4 separate regions of the Mus musculus genome follow, and all the other regions are linked to region 2. Evidence: chromatin contacts called from public Hi-C and HiChIP or PLAC-seq data. All regions are on one chromosome and are shown on one strand. Each heading gives the region's core, a stretch centred on a gene start, on an enhancer-like site or on the middle of the called end of the contact. The rest is flanking DNA. Distances are from core to core; before and after follow the strand shown.

The links. Hi-C and Micro-C count contacts between places; a contact is called where the count stands out from the background. HiChIP or PLAC-seq counts read pairs in DNA pulled down with a chosen protein or histone mark.
Region 1: a contact with region 2 is called in a FOXA1 HiChIP or PLAC-seq map of pancreatic cancer cells. The contact joins two enhancer-like sites. A contact is called at or near these places in 1 of 15 datasets of contacts at CTCF or cohesin (the NIH/3T3 cell line), 3 of 484 Hi-C or Micro-C datasets (Th2 cells, group 2 innate lymphoid cells and regulatory T cells) and 1 of 115 datasets of contacts at active chromatin or transcription factors (pancreatic cancer cells).
Region 3: a FOXA1 HiChIP or PLAC-seq map of pancreatic cancer cells shows a contact between it and region 2. The contact joins two enhancer-like sites. A contact is called at or near these places in 1 of 484 Hi-C or Micro-C datasets (embryonic stem cells), 3 of 115 datasets of contacts at active chromatin or transcription factors (astrocytes, embryonic stem cells and pancreatic cancer cells) and 1 of 9 other capture datasets (embryonic stem cells).
Region 4: a contact with region 2 is called in a Hi-C map of uterus, with 9 times the contacts expected there. The contact joins two enhancer-like sites. A contact is called at or near these places in 13 of 39 promoter capture datasets (the HPC-7 cell line, cranial neural crest, embryonic stem cells and 7 more), 6 of 15 datasets of contacts at CTCF or cohesin (the NIH/3T3 cell line, embryonic stem cells, hippocampal excitatory neurons and 1 more), 165 of 484 Hi-C or Micro-C datasets (3T3-L1-derived adipocytes, the 4T1 cell line, the AML12 cell line and 82 more) and 11 of 115 datasets of contacts at active chromatin or transcription factors (astrocytes, differentiating embryonic stem cells, embryonic basal ganglia and 5 more).

What each region holds. Positions count from the first base shown.
Region 1 is chr1:88,762,352-88,765,651 of GRCm38.p6, forward strand. No RefSeq gene overlaps it. Among named protein-coding and RNA genes, the nearest start is that of Platr5, 9.1 kb to the left of the region's middle. Within about 2 kb of position 1,675, at least 19 of the 459 cell types and tissues checked have an H3K27ac peak or open chromatin away from gene starts, as enhancers often do. A contact at or near this core is called in pancreatic cancer cells, where this site is marked.
Region 2 is chr1:88,356,260-88,359,238 of GRCm38.p6, forward strand. All of the region lies in intron 18 of Trpm8 (transient receptor potential cation channel, subfamily M, member 8), which reads left to right. Among named protein-coding and RNA genes, the nearest start is that of Gm51639, 26 kb to the left of the region's middle. Within about 2 kb of position 1,407, at least 21 of the 459 cell types and tissues checked have an H3K27ac peak or open chromatin away from gene starts, as enhancers often do. A contact at or near this core is called in pancreatic cancer cells and uterus, where this site is marked.
Region 3 is chr1:88,637,967-88,640,842 of GRCm38.p6, forward strand. No RefSeq gene overlaps it. Among named protein-coding and RNA genes, the nearest start is that of Arl4c, 63 kb to the right of the region's middle. Within about 2 kb of position 1,620, at least 129 of the 459 cell types and tissues checked have an H3K27ac peak or open chromatin away from gene starts, as enhancers often do. A contact at or near this core is called in pancreatic cancer cells, where this site is marked.
Region 4 is chr1:88,737,141-88,740,387 of GRCm38.p6, forward strand. No RefSeq gene overlaps it. Among named protein-coding and RNA genes, the nearest start is that of Platr5, 16 kb to the right of the region's middle. Within about 2 kb of position 1,976, at least 1 of the 459 cell types and tissues checked has an H3K27ac peak or open chromatin away from gene starts, as enhancers often do. A contact at or near this core is called in uterus, where this site is marked.

The sequences.
Region 1 (3,300 bases), core at 425-2,924, 410 kb after region 2:
GCTGTGGGCACATGCCATGCTAGGCACCCAACTCTCTGCTGTCTGCCTTCTCATCTTCCGAGTGCTTGTGCCAAGGATGCTTTCTGGTTGTCTGTACATCTCCACTACTAGCTCAGTGCATAGCCTACAATAGATACATAATTAGTGTTAAATGAGTAAGAGGTGTGTGTGTGTTACCCCTATACTCAATAAAATACTACTGCCAGCATGTCATATGATTTTAAAATTTCTTATGTAATAATGATAAGAAAAGACAGAAAGGGTAAATTTTAAAAAATAGGATCTATTATATTCATTGGGATTAAAAACACCTGTATTAGATGTTAAATGCAATGTGTGTATATGTGTGTGTATGTATGTATATGTGTTTGTGTGTGTATGTGTGTATGTATATGTATATGTATTTGTGTGTATGTATATGTGTGTATGTATGTGTATATATGTATGTGTGTATGTGTGCATGTGTGTGTATGTGTGTGTATATGTGTTTGTGTGTATGTATATGTGTGTGTGTGTGTGTGTGTGTGTGTGTGTGTGTGTGTATTTTTTCATCCCACTGTTGATCCTTTGGGAATTCCATTCATGTTTTAGTTTTAAGACAATTTTATCTCCACATTACTGACTAAGAAGCCAATTGTTTCAGAATGGTTTCAATTACTTGTTATGACAATTGGATGCCTGACAAAGAGGGCTGGGGAGATGTCTCTGGGAGAAAAGACACCTGTGGCCAAGCCTGACAACCTGCATTGGATCACCAGCGCCAGAGGGAGAGATGACTTGTCTTTTCCGTTGCTATGATAAAGTAAGTCTGCCTAAAACAAGTTTAAGGTGGAAAGAGGTTATTTGGCTTACAGTTCCAGGTTACATAGCAGGGAAGTCAAGGCAGGAACTTGGAAGAGGGAGTCACGGCACATACATAGTCAAGAGCAGAGAGAATCACAAAGAGATGCATGCCCACAGCTCAGCTTGCTCACCTATTCATGCATAGTTCAGAATCCAAACCTAGAGCGCAATGCTACATTTAGGAGAGGCATTCCCAGCTCAGTTAATCCAGTCTGGAGACTCCCTCACAAACATGGCTAGGGGCTGGCGGGGCAGTGGCCTCTGCCACTAGACAGAAAACTTGGTGAGGTTGAGTGGATTCAGAAACCCTGATAATTCTCACTTCTGAGAATGATAGGGGTTTAATCTACTCCTACCAGGTTCCTGTCCTGCAACACATGACCACGACACCCCATGGAGAGGACTGTGACAATCAGTCACATAGGTGCAACACCCGAATCCCCCCACATGCAGATGAGGCATCCCTAACATCTCAGAACAAGCCAATAGAAAGCATCTGCTTTTAGACCTCAGCCTATCACCAAATGAATATAAGACCCTATCCACAAGGAATAAAGTGCACAAGTTATTTCATCAAAGACTGTCCTAACACGTTGAGGAAGAGAATTCTCTCCTGAAACTTTCATTGCTGGAAGCTCCCTGAGCCTAAGGTAGTCACTTCCCATTGCTCAGTGGCCCCGCCCAACCCTGGCTCCCAGCCCCGCCCACTGCTTTCCTGTTGCATGCTGTTGCCTGTCATTGACTCCAGGGCAGGTGCAGCAGCCAACTCTGGGGCAGCTGCAGAAAAGGCCTGGCAGCCCTCCTTGCTGTGGCTCTTCGTCCCCTCAGAGAGCCACAACTGTTTGGCTATTCTGGCCAGGCCAGAGCCCCAAAGATCCCCTCAGACAGTGCCCAGTATGCAGACCGCAGACTGGGAGTGGCTTGTTTCTGTGATGATTCTAGATCCAGTCAAATTAATAATTAATAACCATCACAGATGTTTAGAGACTGAGTCAGAATGGCTGAGCCTATTGACTGTTATACCCAGGCTGCCTGGCCCCAGACGTGGGTCTCCTGAATACTGTTCTACATTTCTTGTAGTGTAAACACAGGCAAAAATAAAGTCACCAAAACTCACACTAAAATATATTCTACCCATATAATAGAGGAGTAGAACACTTGCCTGGCATGTTTGAGGCTCTGGAGTCCAGCCATAGTATCACCAAAATAAAACAACAAAATAACTCTACAAAGTCGATGAACTTTAGCCAAGATGAGCTTTGCTCGGTGGGGCTATTAGGGATTAGTTTTTTATTATTGATTTTTCATATTGATTCTCTATGACATTCATGATGGAAAAATAATTAACTATTCTTAAAAAAAATCAGTGACAATCAGGTGGACATATATTTGTAAAGTATCAATATGACTTAGAGTGTGCTCCCGTGTCCTGCTTGCTGAAGTCATAGGAGAACTTTTGCCAGGCTGGTGAGTGTCACTGGCAGGTGCTCCATGCATGGAGGCCACCAGCTGAAATGATGGCAAAGATGAGGGGGAAATGACCTTCATAACTTACCAGGGACTCAGAAGTCTAGACAGGAGTGACCCAGACATCAGAGGGTCATCATTACCACTGCCTCCATCTCTCACAGTGACCATGATACAGTAGTTGGGAATCTCATGGAGATGAGATTCAGGGTCACAGGAGGGTGTGCACAGCTATGACCAGACACAGCACTTCATGTTAGAGTCTTCAGTATGCATGGAGATCACAGTACCCACTCCTTAGGATCACTAGAGGTTAAGTGTATTGTTACTTTGATATATTGGTGCATTGCTATATTGCTACATTGCTATATTGCTACATTGCTATATTGCTACACTGTTATATGCCGCTTTTGTTTTCATTTCTTGTGTCATGCAAGACTTCTCTTCCTTGGGAAGAGATGTTGGGAAGAGGTGTGCATGCCATAGTGTGGGTCACTGAATAGATTCACAGAAAGCAGAGTATTGATGCAGCTTCAGATCATCAACCCAGGCTCAGAAAGTTCAAAAGCCCCAAAGCCAAGTGTCCTGTCAAGCATTCAAGACATGTTGGGTTTACTTCAATTGGACCTCCTTCCACTGCTGTTGACTAGGACGTTGAAATTCTGCCTTTTGAAGTTCAGTATGCCCAAGGTTTGGCGGTAGGTTTTGCAGGATCAGATGACAGGCTCCAGGTGGCCAGGGGTTAGCTACCGTGGCAAAAGCAGTCTTTTTGGCGTCTCATGTGATTTGGCATTCATTTCAAGATGATGTCAATGAAATCACACTGGGGTGGGGATGATGGCTTCAGGCCCCATGCTGGTGACAGCTGACATGTTTATCCTTCTCTCTGGGGCACCCACCTCCTGGCCAGCGGTCAATTACAAAGACTCTTCAGAGAATTATGATTGACTTAAGATATTTTGTGAAAACACAGTTGAGTTTTATGGCAAT
Region 2 (2,979 bases), core at 157-2,656:
AAGAACACTGAGTTGGCTTATGTTGTCATGCCAACTCTCTCTGGTAGATTTTTATGTGCAGTCTCCAGGACTCCTGGATTGCGAGGGATTCTGGGGCCCTCTGTCAATTCTTAGTATGTCTTAATCAATTAATGATGTCTGCTATGGAAGTGAGGGCTGGGGGGGGGGGGTTGGGTACCTGTGCCCTATATGCCTGTCTTTATGATTAGTAGGTAAGTGGTGTGGAAGATGGTGGAACGTCAGCAGAGGTGGAGGAAGAAAACACACAGGATGGCCGGAGTACCAGTGTACTGACTATAGTTCTGGAAGGCAGAAGTCCAACGTGAAGTTGTGGGTTGGGTTGACCCCATAGAGTACTGTGAAGTGACTGTTCTGCTGTGCTGTCCCCTAGCTTCTGAAAGTTTACTGGCCATCTTTGTCACTCTGTGCCTGACGGATGTGACACTCTGACCCGCAGCCTCATGCCCATATGGTGCCCTCCCTATGTGCAGGTGTGTCCTAATTTCTCTGTTTCCTGGGGACAACAGTCATGTTGGATCAGGACTCCATCTCGACCTGTCAGCGCCATCTGCAGTGGCCTGATTTCCGAACAAGGTCACGTTCCCAAGCAGAGGGCTGAGGACTTAAGTGTAGAGATACAGCTCTTCCACATATGGCCTCTCTCCCTGTGGCCAGCCTTTACTTCCAAGTTTTCTTCTGGCTTGTGATGTGTCACTAGTAGAGTGGAGCTGGAATATTCTGTGTGTGATAATCAGAGCCAGGGGACTCTCGACATTCAGAGAACTGCTGGACCAGAGGGTCAATTGACTCACAGCCGATAGGGAATTAAGCCACGAGCATTGGATGGACAGGGGTAGAAGGGACAGGGGAGGAAAGAGGCAGGGAGAGGGAGGGAAAGCCCAGCAGGAGTTGCAAATACACGGTGTGCAGTAATCTGGTTTCTTTGGTCTTTCCCTGTCTGGGTGCATTTTCTACTGAAGAGACCCTTAAGAGATGCAGAAACCTGGATCAGGTTGTCTCCTCTTGTACTGACCCCATCAGGGAGTCTGCCGAGCTCCCTAGGTCCTGACACATGCTCTGGTGGTCCAGGGAGCAGCATCAAGCAGGGTGATTTGTTTTAGACGTTCATTTGCTGTGTGTATCAGGAGCCAGAGCTGCTATTGTCATGTTGTTGAGAATGTGTGTTCTTAATACAGGACAAGGAATGTGCTTGTAAGTCACCCCTGAGGGTCACCATGGTTATGGGACTACTGAGGCCAGAGATAAGGAGACATACAGAGGGATCCTGCCTTCACTTTCTTCTGAGCAGAGAGAAACCCAGGTGGCCTTTCTTGGAACAACAGTGAGGCCCTGTCTTTGAGAAATCTGTCACTAGAGGGCGCTATTTCCCTTTGTTTCTGCAAGTTCCTCACCTGGGTTGTTCAAGGAAAGGCTCTGCAGGCCTGTGCAGTCTTAATGGGCCAGACTCACTCATGGTTGTTAGGAGAAACCCCTAAACAGGACATTGTCTGTTTTAGATTGTGCCTGGGACTCAGATACCCATGCTCTCAGTGAGGAGGGACGTCCCTTGCCCAGAGCGGGGATGTTCACAGCTAATTTGACCTCGCCAGTCCCCAGTGCAGACACAGTTGTTAACCGACTCCTAGTGGAGCTAAGCAGGCACTGTGGATGTTTGTTTATAGTGTTGTAAGTTCCACCCTGCCTTCTCTGAAAGCTCCTTCAGTTCTGAGGCTGTCACAGTGCAAGAGATGGTGAACACATCCTGGTATTTCAGGAACACAGCTTAGAGCTGCACTCTCCCCCCTTAGACAAGAGGCGTCTCTTCATTAAAAACAAAACAAAACACCACCACCACCACCAACAACAACAACAACAACAACAAAAAAAACCCGAAATCTTTTCTCCCTGTAGTGGCATTCTTGTGGCCCAGGCCTCTTCTGTCTATTGGTTCTGTAATATGGCCAGGCTTCTGAAGTCACTGAGGCGAGACGAGGCTGGGCTGGGGTTGTACAGATCAGTGTGTACCAGCCTCCCAGCGGGAATGGGAAAGAGAACAGGTGGGCAGGGCCTGTGCCAGCCACTTCCGAAGCATGGAGTGGCAATGGGTTTTGCTGCCCTGGGGATCAGCACTGCCCAGATAAATGGATGCTCCTGTGTCCTCCCCAGGGTCCTAACCTTGCGCCTGTCTCCTCACAGTGGAACATGGTCTGGCCCGGGCTGCCCAGACCTGGGGGACTTCACTGTTCCACTGTGATCTGGCAGTGTTCCCCTCCTTTGGCAACTCAAGCTGTGCATCCTACATCCCAGATTGCAGGGTTTCAGTGGATCTGAGAAACTCACTATCCCCAGGATGGGCACCTAAGTTTAGGCTTTGGGGTCAGAGGCAGAGAAGGTCATAGGATATATGAGTCCCAAATAGACTTGGTGGGTGAGTTCATGGGAAGACAAGGACATGAACATGGGAATCAGAATCACACCTCAGTGAATCTTCTGTCCCCTATTTGAGCTGCCCCTGGAGTCTGGTCCTTAGGCTCCTAGTAGCCAGATTCTGAGCAAGTAGGCAAATGAAAAGATCAGACAGCTAGGTTGGCATTCTTAAAAAATCCAGTGTGTGGAGCCTGTCTTAGTTAGGGTTTCATTGTTGAGAACAGACATGATGACCAAGGCAACTCTAGTGAGGATAACATTTAATTGGGGCTGGCTTACAGGTTCAGAAGTTCAGTCCATTATCATCAAAGCAGGAGCATCCAGGCAGGCATGGTGCAGGAGGAACTGAGAGTTCTGAAGGCTGATAGGAGAAGACTGGCTTCCACGTGGTTAGGAGGAGGGTCTCATTGCCCACCGTCACAGTGACACACTTCCTCCAACAAGTCCATACTTCCTAATAGTGCCACTTCCTGGTCCAAGCATATTCAAACCACCACGGAGCCCAATTAATAATCTTTCTTCCCTGTAGACATCTTTTAAAAGATTTCACTA
Region 3 (2,876 bases), core at 370-2,869, 280 kb after region 2:
CCCTCTTCCCACTGCCCCATTTTGTTCCCTCTTCCTTCTGCTTCATTTCTTTGACAGTAATAGGAGGGAGGCAGGGAACAGGGCAGGGAGCAGGGCTGTGGTGCCAATACCTTAACAACAAACCCTTTTGATGTTAATTCCCTTTTCAGGTGAGAAATCCTGTCTGCCAAGTCCCAGTAGGTATCTGTCAGTATCTGAGGGAGGAGGGGGGGATGCTGCCAAGCAATCGCTAGGCTCTGACATTCCATTCTTGCAAAAAGGTTGTGAAATAGGTTACTGGTAACGATAATCGTGAGGAATGAAACCTTAACTTCTACAAATCCATGAGCTTTGTAAGTGTGTATTCACACAAGACCACATACATACACACAGGGACTGATGGCTATAGGTATACAGATGTATGGATGTGTCTGAATGTACACAGGTGTGTGTGTGTGTGTGTGTGTGTGTGTGTGTGTGTACTGAGTATGCACCTCTATGCATTTATGTAAATCAGATACAATCATAGGTCATTATCACAGGAGAGACCTGATGAATAAGAATACAAAGATGAGCATGATATTATTAATAGTCAGAGAAATACAAACGGCGGCCATAGTGATGTGCTGCTTTGCAATTCTTAGAGAAATTAAATCATCTGATAATGGAGGGAAGCTGGGCTACTCAAAAAAAAAAATGGGCCCAGGGTAGGTAAGCGAGCCTGGAGCATTTTATACAGTGTAGGTAATCAACCCATGGGGTCTAGCCTGGCCTATATGACGAGGCACCACTTGGTTAAAATCTAGCTGTCAGCATGGACTTTGGTAGAGGCAATCTGCAGTAAAAACAGAGGTGGTGAGTGTTGGCATTCTTTCTAGGCTCCGCCCAACAGTTACCTAGCAACAGTCAGGTAGGCTTGGCTTGCTTTAAAAGGAACTGTTTGGCCTCGCCCCTTCTCTCTGACTCTCTGACTTTCTTCTCTCTGACCCCTATCTTTCCCTCTCCATATGTTCTTGGCCAGCCTCTTCCCCCCAACCCCTTCTGTGTCCTTCTCTGTCCCCTCTCTTCCTCTGCTTCTATTCCCTTCTCAGCTCCCCTTCCCATGCTCCCAAATAAACTCTATGCTATACTAGACCGTCCTGTGGCTGGTACCTCAGGGTGAGGGATGCTTCAGCATAGGCTTGCTGAGGTCTCCCCTCCCACTGCATCATCCTGCACTCTATAAAACATATCCTTGGTCTTTATAAAACACATCAGTGAGATGAGATGTTCAGGGATACAGCATTTGACTAGCACCTTGAAGTCCTGGGTTCAAACCCTAGTAAGTGCAAAAAGCACCCCACCACTCATTATATATGCTTCATTCCATGAGTTCCTGTCCCAGATATGATACTTGGTCTTTATAAAGGGTGGTAACAATTACATAATAACGAATGGGAGGAGCTTATCAATTTGATGGCTGAGCCCAGGCAGGGGCTGGGAGAAGACAGCATATTGTGTCCCAGGACCTGGGAGTCAAAAGCTGTTTTGAGGCTGGGTTTTGAGCTGTTCCTGGAAGACCACAGTCCTCCTCAGGTGGGGAGGGCCTTCAAAGTCACAGGCAGGAGGCTCTGTGCAGCTGGCACTGAGTCACTTCTGTGGAATGCAAGGCATGTTAGGGAAAACAGCTACAACACTGTGTACCCAGCCCCTGGATGCCAGGTTGTGTGAGTCTGGGACTTACAGGAAGATTCCCCCGTCCTTGGCTCAGAGAAGCAGCTGTCCAGGCAGCGGCAGTGTATAGGTCTTCCCCAACCAAACCTTCCTTTTCATTGCAGAGTAGCTGCTCTCACCTGACCTCGCTGAGAAAGCTGCATCTCTGGATGAACACTTAACTCCTGGGAGACAAAGGTAAACATATCTTCTGAGGCCCGCCCATTGTCTCTTGATTTCAACACGAAAGGATGGGGAAATCCAAGGGCCTGTATAGGGCACAGTGGGAGGGTCAGCCAGGCCAGCCTGGGGGCCTTACTCAGCCACCTGCCACTTGCAGGCATGTCACTGTGGTGAAATCTCGGCATGTGCACCAGCTCCTGGGTGCAGGAGGCGTAGGAACAGCTTGAGCAGGTGATTCACCATCTGAGATCGGGCCATAGGGCTCTCTCCCTGGCCGGGGAAGTCCCTGGCTTGCTGGAGCCTGGCCTCACCGCCCCTAGCTTCCTTTCAAGTTTCCTGCCATCCATCCATCACACTGATTTCTGCCTTCAAAGCCAGATTCCAGGGATGTCTCCCTCTGACCTGCAGGTCCTTCTAAGGGGCACACACATTCCTTGGCTCTCCCCTGCATAGCTCACATTCTTTTTCTGAAGCCCCTGTTCTAGGGGAGGAATACAAATGACACCATTCTGAAAAGCCTGGTCTTCGGAAATTTGGCTCTGAAATCCCTCTTGTGATGGTGGGAGGAAGACACATAGCAAATAAATACATAAATGAAACAAAACCATGAATTTGTTAGCTGTGCTCTGAAACGGTGCCTTTTGACTCTCCAGTTAGGACCAGTTGCCTTTCCCGAGGCTGGTTCAACAATGCGTGTGCATTACGTGTGGCTCACGGCAGCTTCAGTACCTGCAGAACATGATTTATGCATGTAAGCGCTCGGACTGGCCAGGGAGATAGCTCAACCAGTAACATTCTAGATAGAAGCTGGAGGACCTGGGTGAGAATCTACACAAAAAGCCAGGTGCAGTAGACTGCAACTGTAATTCCAGGGCTGGAGGAGAACAGATAGAAGAATCTCTGGGGACCCACTGGCCAGCTAGCCTAGGTAAATGGGTAAGCTCACGGGTTAGTGAGAGACCCTGTCTCAAAAGAAGAAAAAGTGGCACACTATTAAGGAAGATACCCAGTGTCGACCTCTG
Region 4 (3,247 bases), core at 726-3,225, 380 kb after region 2:
GTCCATGGACCTCGAAGGCATCCACATCCTACACTGTCTCTGTCTCCTCAAGCAGTTCTTAACATATTCTGGTTCTTGCTTCTCAGTCATAAGCATTTTTAATCTAAAAACAATCCCAAAGGGTTCCCTTGGCACTGCCAATATGTGCAAATCAAACCACAGTTAAGACGATGAGGTTGTGGCCACTGCGGGCTGAGATGATGACAGAATCAGGAGCAGGGTGGAATGGGGTGGTGGTTGGGTGGTGGCAGAATCCCGACTAGTCTTTCCACTGGCTGGCAATAACCTGACAGGATGCTAGAAGCCAAGGCACAGGTACCTGCAACTCAGCTCTGGTTGGCACCTTGTGGCCAATTGAAGGTTCCCCTTCCACTTGAAAATATTCACAGGGGTTTCAGGTCTCAGTCGCCTCCCCCGAGGGAGCCAGCACAGATCCTATCAAGGTAAAGACAGCCTGGTCCAGGGCTTCCCTGACAGCTGGATGCATGTACTCTGAAAGTATCTTTATGTGTGCAGGCTTGTGTTTGTGCATGTGAATATTTATATGCATGAAGGTGCACATGTGTGTACATGCATGGGGAACCAGGCCATCCTCAGCTGCTGTTTCTTAGGTGCCATCCCCCGCCTCGACCTTTGCTTTCACATGCCTAAGACTTTCACATGGGGCTAGAAGGCTGGCCAGAGAGCATTAAGGAACTCCTGCTTCTACCTCCCCATCCCCACTGCTGAGACTTCACAGGCTCATCACCACACCTGGTTTTTCTTTAAAACTTGGGTTCTGGGGATCCAATATAGGTCCCTATGCTTCTTGCATGGTGGACATTTTACTGACTAAGCTATCACTCCAGGGACCTGCACCCCACAGATATCTTTGGGCTGTGAACACAGAGGCCTTGCAAGATTGTGGTCTACTAGACACGTCTTGGCCCTGGTGGTACCCCTGGGTTCCTCCTGGGGTCAGTGTCAACTGACAAAGGAATACTCAGGGTGCAAACCAAGGCTCAGCATCCTATGATAAGGAGAATTGCAGACTAGCTCCATGTGTTTCTGTGGGGGAGAAAGTGGTGGAGACTGTACCTCACAGAGCCTCACGGTTCTGTGGAGTACGTCATTGTGAGGGCTGTACCTCCAATATCAGGTATAGTAGGCCAGAACACTGCTCGATCCATTGAGACCCATCCAGTTGAGCTGTCCTGAACTGGATAGAGGCCACCTGCAGCAACTTTGTCTTACCAAGCTTGATTTATACTTGAAAAGCCATAGTGACAATCCATCATCTTCATCCCCCACACAATGTCAGGCTTCCTAGCCCACATGCACAGCAGGGCTATCTCCAGGGCCAGGAGTTAATTCTGTATGTTATAGACAAGAGATGTTAATCAATCTGTGCCAACGCATTGCACTTAGAACAGTTTCATCTCCACCGCTGATGCAGCAGGACTCCTCTCAGATGGAGAGATCAACTCTTGCATTGATTATTGGAGAACTGCTAAGCTCTGCTGACAACATGGCGCCCACTCATCCTGGTCGCTGGAACAGAAAGACCAATGTCTTTGGACACAGTTGCCCCACCCCCATCATCCAAGTCTGGCACTGAGCTCATTAGAAATCTCTGGGGCAACTCCAAACAAACACAGTCCATGAAATGGTTACGTGCACAAAGCAAACCCAGAGGCACTATATTCACACACACACACACACACACACACACACACACACACACACTCAACCTATTACATATTGGGGTATTCCAGAAGCACCCTCTCACCTCGAGTGACTTAATGCAACATTTCTGGGAAGTGTCAGGGTGACACAAAATCCAGTTTTGAAGAACACCACTTCCTGTCTTGGGACCTTTGTGTTGGGAAGTGCTGCTCTAGAGCTAACTGCAAGTTCAGCAATACCAGTTTAATTGCTTACACTTTCTTGGGGAGGCGACTCCCACACAGATAAGTAGGAAACAGACTACAGCTGCTCCTCTTTAAGCCAACACCCTAACACCACGTTCTAAATGGCATCTGCATTATGGCTTTCCATCTGCTCTGTTTATACTGGCATGAAGCTTTCTACCAGGCTGAGATGTTGATCTCTCAGGCCCCTCTAATTGTGCTGAGTGCCTAACAAATACTCTCTCCCCTGCCACACAACCCAGCATTGCATAAACCTTGTGTGGCGGCACATGCCTGAAAGCCCATCACTAGGAAGGTGGAGGAGGGAAGATCAGAGGTTCAAGACCAGCCTCGGCAGCACAGCAAGTTAGAGGTCAACCTGGGACACTGAAGACTCTGTCTCAAAAAAAAATGTATTTCAAAATTATTAACAGCAGGTTTTAAAGATTCTCAATGAATAGAAGCTGAAGTGCTAGATTTGCTAGCTGGCTTAATTTTTCATGCAATGTATACATAAGATCTAAATGTTACACTGTATTCCATGAATATACAAAATCATGAAAACGAACTAATTGAGAAGTTAAAAATAGCCCAAAGAAAGGTTAATCAGGGCAATTACCAGCAAAGCTGAGCTACTCTTCAGAGTAACCCGTACTCCTGCCAAAATGACCGTGCCGGGTTCTCTGTTCCCAGTTGGTTCTTGGCTCAACCTCCCAGAGAGAGCTGCAGAGCCAAGGGAGGATCCCAGCTCCAGTGGTGGAGGTCCAGTTAAGGCCAGTTTTCTCCAGTGCCCTCTAAAGGGAAGGTGTGGCTTCTCAGGTGTGCTTCCAGGACATTCAGGAATGTCCTGACTCAAGACCAATACTGGATTCATATGACTTGTTATGATATTATTAATAATGAACATCATTTGGGTGCCTGAGGGTTCTTCCCAGCTTTGTTCATTAAAGTCTATCCCTAATCGATGTTGATCTCTCAGGCCCCTCTAATTGTGCTGAGTGCCTAACAAATACTCTCTCCTCTGCCACACAACCCAGCATTGCATAAACCTGGTGTGGCGGCACATGCCTGAAAGCCCATCACTAGGAACGCTCTTCATGTTCAGGTCCCGCCTCCTGTCTATCCCCCCCCCCCAACCCATCCATGAGTCTGTCAAACTCCATGCATTGGTATTTTTACCTGCCTCAGGGATAACCAGCTCTTTATATGGACTATTCAAGTTGTCACATGTGTACAGCAAAAACCATAGATTTGAAAACACTCCAGGACTTCCACACATGAACTTGTGTGAAATTTCCCATTGTTGGAGGGATAGACCTGAGCCTGAAGAGCACTGTGTGACTGAGTACATCCATTAG